Linked DNA regions of Gossypium hirsutum: region 2 is linked to region 1. The links are chromatin contacts, called in public Hi-C maps. All regions are on one chromosome and are shown on one strand. The core of a region is the stretch at or near the end of the contact, and the rest is flanking DNA. Distances in the headings are between cores, read along the strand shown.

Region 1 (4,012 bases), core at 1,399-3,898:
CAATAAATGAAATCATTAATTTCCAAATTATGTAAAGCTTAAGTTCATAAATCCCACATTTATACAACTGTGGTGCACAAAATGAGACTTCAATTAGAGCAAGAAATGGCATACCCCTCCTTTAAGCGCATTATACGATCATCACTAGAGAGATTCCTCTCCGCTAACCAGCTTAAAAAGCTTGGAGATAAGTCCCTATTTTCTTTTGTTATATCAACTGCAGTAGCTGGTTTGACAAATGGGGCAACCTGAGCTCCATAGCCTGCTTTGACTAGTGCTCTTAATCCAGATTGAAAATCTGATATGTAAAAATCAGCAACATATTTCTGTTTATAACAAAAAGGTAGTCTTAAGACTTTTGGCAAACATGATAGATAGAAGATTTTTCTAAGCCAAAACATATACCTCAGAATGCCTACATCCCCAGGAGAAGTAACGATGCTTAGGATTTGCAGATTTCCCACCCCATCCTCTATACTCGTACAATTCTGTGGAAACATATACACATCTGGGCACCCTCTGGTAGGATGACTCCAACGGAATGCTGCCACAGGTGACAACCTACACCAAAAGTTGTGATTTTGTTAATCATATAGCATAATCAATGTATAATATGAATAAAAAACTTAAGGGTCTGCTAGTAAACTTGTATGCCATCCACTTCACGTTCATCCTTAAAATCAAATAAAAAGACCAGCATGTCTCCTCGTGAGGGCATGGTCATTTGCACAAAATGTAACTCCTAATTAAAGATCAAGAAAACCAAGACCATAGCTACCCTATCTATCTTCAGCTGACTTAAACCACTCATAGCTTATATGTCGTATAAAATAAATGTCTAGGGATTGTAATTATCAATCTATGTTGCTCAGACTCCTTGTTTATCTTGAAACACCCAAGTCCAACACAAGGATGTACCCGTGTCAGGTACATACACATATCCGATACTCACACCCAGGTCCAAGCAACATCATTACTAACGCTACATCAACGAGCTATACTAGGATCAACATTAACCCTATTAAAATGGAGTAATAGTCTTATGCATATTCATCCATACAAGATCTCCAAAATCAGGGAACTCCTAACAGGTTCGCTCATGATGCATTACCATGATATCCTACAATCACAGATATAATATAATAAAACAACAAACACAACAATCATTTATCCTACAAAAATTCAAATTGTTTCAAGCGAAGAACATGTATTCAGCACCTTCTAGAGATTCCTTCCCAGTTATAGGAACAAGAGCTTTCATTTGCAGAACAATGAGACAGTGTTAAACACCCACATTTAGTATTCTAACCTAAAATCCCACCCTCATAAAAGATCCCTCAAAAGCAATCTATAATCACCAATTGCAAGCAAAAATAACGCAAACAATAGCCAGCTAAATCCAGACATCAAACCGTTAACTCATCGGGGATAATAAGGACAAATAAGAGATACCATATTAGACATTTACAAAAATGGAAACTAATACAATAAAATCAACGCGCATCCATTAACGTGGAATATTTCTAGAGCAGTCTCCGGTTTCGACAAATAGACGTAGAAAAGTAAACTAAAATAAAATTGGAGGGAAAATTTTACCCCAGTAACTTTCACATATTGGCCATCAACAGCACCTCTAAGCTCAGCATCTGGGTACCTTCTCATGTGCCCCAACAAGCCTTTTCTTCGCCATATACAATTCCAGAGTAATACCAAACCCATGGGTACGACCACCGCACCCACCACCCCAAGAACCACCGCCTTTTTCACGGCTACCATCAGAAACGCCCCCACCAACAACCCCATCGCCACAACTATCATCACCACCCAAACCACAGCCTTGGACACCCTAAAACCAAACCTCACCCCTTCCCCGAGACTCGTCACCGCCGACCCGTACCCTGCTTTCCCCGAAACAGCACTCATTTTCTCGACCTGGCCGAGCTGCCCCGACCTCCTGAGACCGGAGCTGAGGGGACCCGAAGTGATGAGCCCAGTAGGCTGAAGCGGCATGGACCCGGAGGATTTCCTAATCGGGCCTGAGTTAGACCCAGATCGCACGGATCCACTGTTCGGCTGAGAAGAAGAAGAAGCACGTGAAGGTTGCAGAACTTGTGAATGCTGCTTGGAGTTGGGGTTTGAGTTGGGATGTGAAGGAGGACCGCTGGACGAGGAACGATCAAACACTGGGATATCAAACATTTTACCAAGCTCGCCGGATTTCTTAACGTCACCGCCTGTGTACGGAACCGCTCGAGACGGCATTGTCGGTTGCCTTTCTTTCAGCTGCTCCGGCCTTCCCGACACCAACAGCCCATTGCTTAGCTTGTGAGACTGAACCCGAGAACCCATTTCACCTTTCCTTTTATAAAATTCTTATTTTAGCTACGAAATTCATTTAAAAGGAAAAATATGGAGAGTTTGAAGTTTTTGGGTGAAAGTTGCAGAGACAGCGAGTGGAGAGTGTGGACCGTGGAGGGGAATGGTGGGAGTTAAGAGTATGGAGAGGAGTGGAGTGGAGTGGAGTTGAGTGGAATGACCGAAATGTGTTCGACAAAATGATTAATGACATCTGTATCCTCTGTTGCCTTTATGATGGCGGTGCGCTGTTGTTTGTTTGAGGTTTTGGGAATAGGAAGTGAGGATTGATGGGCCACGGCCCACAGGCCCCATGCCTTTTTCTTTTATTCCTCATTTTACTCTTCAATCCTTATCCCTTAACAAAAATAAGGTTCGATGGGTTACTGTCCTATCAGCTTCCGCCACGCTACCACCGTCCTGCTCGCACATCGTAATTCACTCCATTAACCTTTCAATATATTTATTTTACTTCTATTTTTTATATTTTCTATATTATTATTTAAGGTAATTTGTGGTTATTAAACTATTAAAAAATTTACATTTTGGTTATTTAATTTTAAAAAGTTATAATATTATTATTGAATTATTTAAAAAAAATTATTTAATTCATTCGACTATTAAGTTTTACTTTTTTTTTTAAAAACAGTTTGATTAGTAAGTTTCAAGCGAAAATTAAACAATCGATGTGATGGATCAGTTTTTATTGACAAGTAAAAGAACATATCTTAGATTCAAGTCAATCTGGCAGTCAATATCAAATATCATATAAGATTTTGGATTTTGGTTCGCAGATTTATGACATCGAATCTTTTTTATGAAAAAATCTAACTGTAAAAAATAAGGGGAATAAGATCTTTCAATCTGTGCAAGCGATGTGAATAAAAAAGGTCATACAACAACAATTTTAACAGTCTAATGACGGAATGAAAATCTTCGAAAATTTTGTAACTCGTTGAAGTTAAGTGACTAAAATGTAAAGTTACCAATTACTTAGTGACTTTGAGTGTAGTTTATCATGCTATTTAAATCCTTAGCTAAATTAGTGTCATTAGTCAACCAAAAACCAACTCATTAGAGAGGTTAATAAACTATTCATGTACATTTTATTTTTTACTTTATGAAATTTTCAAAAAATTTAACTAATTTTTTCTAAAATTTTAACTATTTTTTTTATATTTGTGATTTTCTATAGAATTTATATACTCATTCTTTTATAATTTTTAAAATATTTAATTATTTTTTATAGTTTTTGGATTTAATATTTTTCTAATATATATGTTTTATTAAATAAGATATTGGTTATTATAAAATATTTTTTTTATTGTAAAAGGTAAATGTTTCTATAATATAAGGTTATTAGACTATTAGTAAGTTTACGTTTTGGTCATTCAATTTAAAAAAGTTACAAAATGGTCATTAAACTATTTGAAAATTTTAATTTGAGTCATTGGACTGCCAAGTTTTTTTCTTTAAAGGTTGACTAGTGAGCTATAGGTAACAATTTGATGACCAATACAGTGGATCAATATCCATCAGCAAGTAGCAGAACACACCTTAGATCCAAGTCAATCTGGCGATCAATGTCAAAGATCAAAGAAGAAAACTATTTGAATTTTGGTTCGTAGATTTGTGACGTTTAAAGTTGTTTTATGAT
Region 2 (4,161 bases), core at 1,196-3,695, 160 kb after region 1:
CGACTTCTACTTTTTCACCTTTAAAAGTTTGAGTAGGGTTTTCGTTAACCCTAGAATCTTCTTCGTCGTTGATTCTGATTTTTGGCGATGGATTACTTTCAGTCCCAACCACCACTGACTACTTTTCTTTAGCTTTTTTTCCTTGCGATTAGCTCTCACAGTCTTTTCAATCTCTGAATCAAACGTAAAAGTTCCTAGAACAGATCTAGTCATAAGAAACAAAAAGTAATATTAGTACGTTACCGGTCCCCGGCAACAGCGCCAAAATTTGATGCATTGTTGGAAGCACCAAAAATATTCTATTCCCTATAAAATAGTAAAAATAACAGTAAATGGGAAATAGGATTGAATCCTCAGGGACCGGATTGTACGAATGCTCGTTTCTTGAAATCCTAAACAATTTCTTGGCCAAGAAAACCTGCATTCCTGAAAAATTAAAAAAAACAGAATTAGAATTTCGATCTGGAAAAATAAAAACAGAATTTAAAGTGAATCGAAATTACGAAATTAAATAAATTTCTAAAATTAAAATGAAGAATAAAAATAAACAGAGTTTGGAAAAAGAGAAAGTGTCTTATATAGCGAGATTCCAGCTTCCGGTTGTTTCGTTCCGCCTTGGGTTCAATCCTTGGCTTTTAAGTAACCCTTCTCGAGCAGGATAAGCCAGTTATAGTGGAAGAGGACGCCTACGACCACCAGCTCCAATGATTTGGACTTAAGAATTGGCAGAGCCTGACTCTAGCGAATAATCGCTTTTGTGGGACTATCTTCTACTAGATCACCTTTTCCCAACGGCGAATACCATGCCGTTTGTCTCTTGGATTTGCCAACCTCTGATGCAGAAAGCCAACGAACCGACTGTGCAACCTTCCCAAAACATACAAAGCAGCCGTTCCTTACACAAGTTGAAAAGATCACCTATTAAGGGACATGGAAGGAAGCGTCAGTCCCGTAATGCGGAAAAGCGGTGAATACCCTGTTGAGAAAGCTAAGCGCGGATTCTAAGCCTCATGAACCTTTTTGGGGAATTTTGACAACCTTCGGCTAGATTGGTTTAGTGGCTCATGATTTTTAGGAAAGAAATAAATAAAATATAAATGAGATTTTTATTGAAGAAAATATGGAGAAAACCAAAAGATAGAGTTTTTGGGAAAGGGAGTGTTTACAGGAAAAAGAGATGTCAAATATGTGCCACTCTATCCCCTATTTATAGTACTAGAAAACCTAGTCTATTCCTAATGAAATTCTAAAAGATAAATGCAAATAAATAAAGATAATTAAAGATAAATGAAAATAAATCCTAAAATTAAATCTAAATAAAAATCTTTAATAATTATCCTAATATAATTGAAATTAAAATAGAGTCTTGTGCTATAAAATCTCTTCTTTTGCATTTTAGTCCTTGGGTCTTCCATGTTTGCATTTTTGGCACTTCTCTTTTTTTTTGCATGTTGGCCTATTATATCTTCAAATTTGCACTTTTTACCCTTAAATTTCCTCTTGCCTCCAATTTAGTCCCTAAAAGATAAAAGACCACAAAATAATCCAAATTAGTAGGATCATACTCAAAATAATCATGCAATTAGCACATAAAATATGTCGTTCTAGAGTATTATCATTGCTTCCCCCACATAATGCCTCTTAACCTTTTTGCTCATCATATCCTTTTGATTTATAATCATAGTTGATACTTACTTGTAATTTAAATGTATATGTTATTTAAGCATTCGTCAAAAAAAATATTTTTGAATGTATTAATTATTATATTTTGTTAATATCTTATAATAAGTATGATAGATCATTCATTAATTACATAATCAAATCAAATATGATTATATATGCAATCAAATAGAAATATATATTTGAAAGAGCAAATGGTTACTAAACTAGAACTGAAAAGTCTATTTTCGTTATATCCCGAGATCTCAAAACGAAGTCACAAATCAAATGGCAAAAACTGCGTTTAATGGTGGCATGGGATTGATCTCCTTTTAAGAACCACTAATTTCAATGCACGATTTGTTATTGATGTATAGAATTAATCTTAGATGAGTTAATTAAGTGTTTTTAATGTAATCGCTCGAGACTTTTTTTTTACCGAATTCTTTTTGTTTATATTAAAGAAAAAAGAAAAAAAAAGAGGCAAACAGATTGGAGAAGAATGGTGGTTAATGGTAGTTATCCCATGACTTGTCTTTTCCAATTTTTCAACCAATCAAAGGGTATTTTAATGAAGTCAGTAAGAGTGTTCCTCATGCGATTTGTTCTATAGTTATTCTAATTTAAATTTAGACATCTTATGATTATTTAATCGAAAGAATATTATTATAATTGTAGTTATGTACGTAAATATACTGTTTAAATTAACTAATTGGTCTGGTTAAATTGAAATTTTGGAATAAAAATTAGTTAAAAATCAGAATTAAGAAAAAAATTGTTTCTGGAAGTGTTAACAAAATTGGTGGGTACACAGCAACCATTCCACCATTGTTTCTAGGAAGCTGCCTGGAGGATGTAAGCCACCCTTTTTGTCTCTGTTGTGATAACTTTCTTGCTTAACACACACACTTCACCCCATCTTTCTCTTTCAAAAGAATCCCTTCTTGTTTGTTAAGCAACACTAGAGCAACATATACTTTCCTGTTGTGTGACAATAACTATGACAATGGTGACGAAGATGGTGATGGTTCTTGTTTTTATGGCAGCCAATACTGGTGTGAAATGGGTCGGAGCACAAGTGCATCACGTGGTCGGAGGTGACCGTGGCTGGGACCCTTCATTTGACGTTGCATCTTGGTCTTCCGGCAGGATCTTCAGGGTCGGAGACAAAATCTGTAAGTCGGCTCTTAATTACAAAACGTTTCCAGCTTCATTTAACTAATGGTTTTGGTAAAAGAAAAAGAGTGCAATGCCTATGTTACATCAACTTACAGAAGACAATTCCCCCTGCAAGTAATTCCCAAAGCATTAATGAATCGTGTCAAATATAATTTATTGTCTTTCCTCACCATGTTTCATCCATCATTTTTGTTTCTTACTTTCCATACATGCTTTAGTGAATAATGTTATTACTAAATGTTGTGCAGGTTTCCCCTCCTCTGCAGCACAGGAGAGCATCGTAGAGGTAAAGAGCAAGGATGAATATGAGTCGTGTGATGTAGGAAACCCCATAAGGATATATACAGTGGGCTTAGATGGCATCGAATTGGATGGGGAAGGGATTCGATACTTCATGAGCAGCAAGCCTGAGAGCTGCAAAAAGGGTCTAAAGCTACACGTGGAGTTAATGCCTTTGCAGAGCCCAGAATTCCCACAGACATTGTCAGAGTCAGACAACTCTGATTGGAGCATAGCCGCCGCGCCCACAACCCCTTCCCCATCAGTCCAGCTTTATGGGAACTTCCCAATTTTATCACTTGGGCTCTTGCTTTGCACTTCTATGGCTATTTAGTTGGCTTATTACTCATCCTTTTTAGCTTATGTTTGCCCTATGCTCTATATCCTATAATAAATCTAATGTAGTTTTGCAAAACTGGACAAGGCAAGGTAAAATAATTTAATAATTCAACCATTTAATCAATTAATTGAATTTTTTTTAAAATACTATATTTTAACAAACGATAGTATAGATTATATAAAAATTTTAAAATAAGAATCACAATTTAGTACATATTAAATCAATCCGATATCAATCTAGAGAATACTACCTTTACAAATATTTTATATATATTTAAAGTGATTTTATTTTACTAAATTCAATGTGCATGAATCATAACCCTACAAAAAGTTAAAAAAAGTGCGCAATGTAAATGAATCCCTCCCAACACACACGCCCATACGCATATATATATATATTAGATGATGCAATGTGTTTTATAGTGCCAATGGCTCAAGTTTTCAGACGAAATGTTGAAATAACAGGATACTTTGTAGTTTCCAACAGAATGATAAGGCAACATGGGAATGCCAGCACCTAAACGGCTAAACCTGAAAATTATAACTGAGTGAGATTTTTTTAGCCATTCTGCTAATATAATAAGGAAACTCCCCATTCAGCATGACAAAATGTCAAACTCTAAATTCTAGAAAAATCCATGTAGGTATACAATGTCCAGGTACCTGTCTTAAAATTCACATAGAAAGATGCCTGCTTACAAGGAT

Evidence for each region. A called contact is a pair of places that touch in the nucleus more often than the background predicts.
Region 2: a Hi-C map of leaf shows a contact between it and region 1, with 2.2 times the contacts expected there. The contact joins the promoter of LOC107961940 here to the promoter of LOC107961947 in region 1. A contact is called at or near these places in 3 of 34 Hi-C or Micro-C datasets (all in leaf).

Annotation. Positions count from the first base shown.
Region 1 is chrA06:118,121,372-118,125,383 of Gossypium_hirsutum_v2.1, forward strand. LOC107961947 reads right to left here and starts at 2,649. Exons shown (of 4, transcript XM_016898133.2): 1 at 1,597-2,649; 2 at 406-561; 3 at 115-326. The coding sequence starts at 2,349.
Region 2 is chrA06:118,277,695-118,281,855 of Gossypium_hirsutum_v2.1, forward strand. It overlaps LOC107961940 (mavicyanin), which reads left to right and starts at 2,446. Exons shown (of 2, transcript XM_016898124.2): 1 at 2,446-2,834; 2 at 3,087-3,580. The coding sequence starts at 2,660. The coding sequence ends at 3,451. It overlaps LOC107963099 (transcription initiation factor IIF subunit alpha), which reads right to left. Exons shown (of 10, transcript XR_005928845.1): 9 at 4,120-4,161; 10 at 3,849-3,987.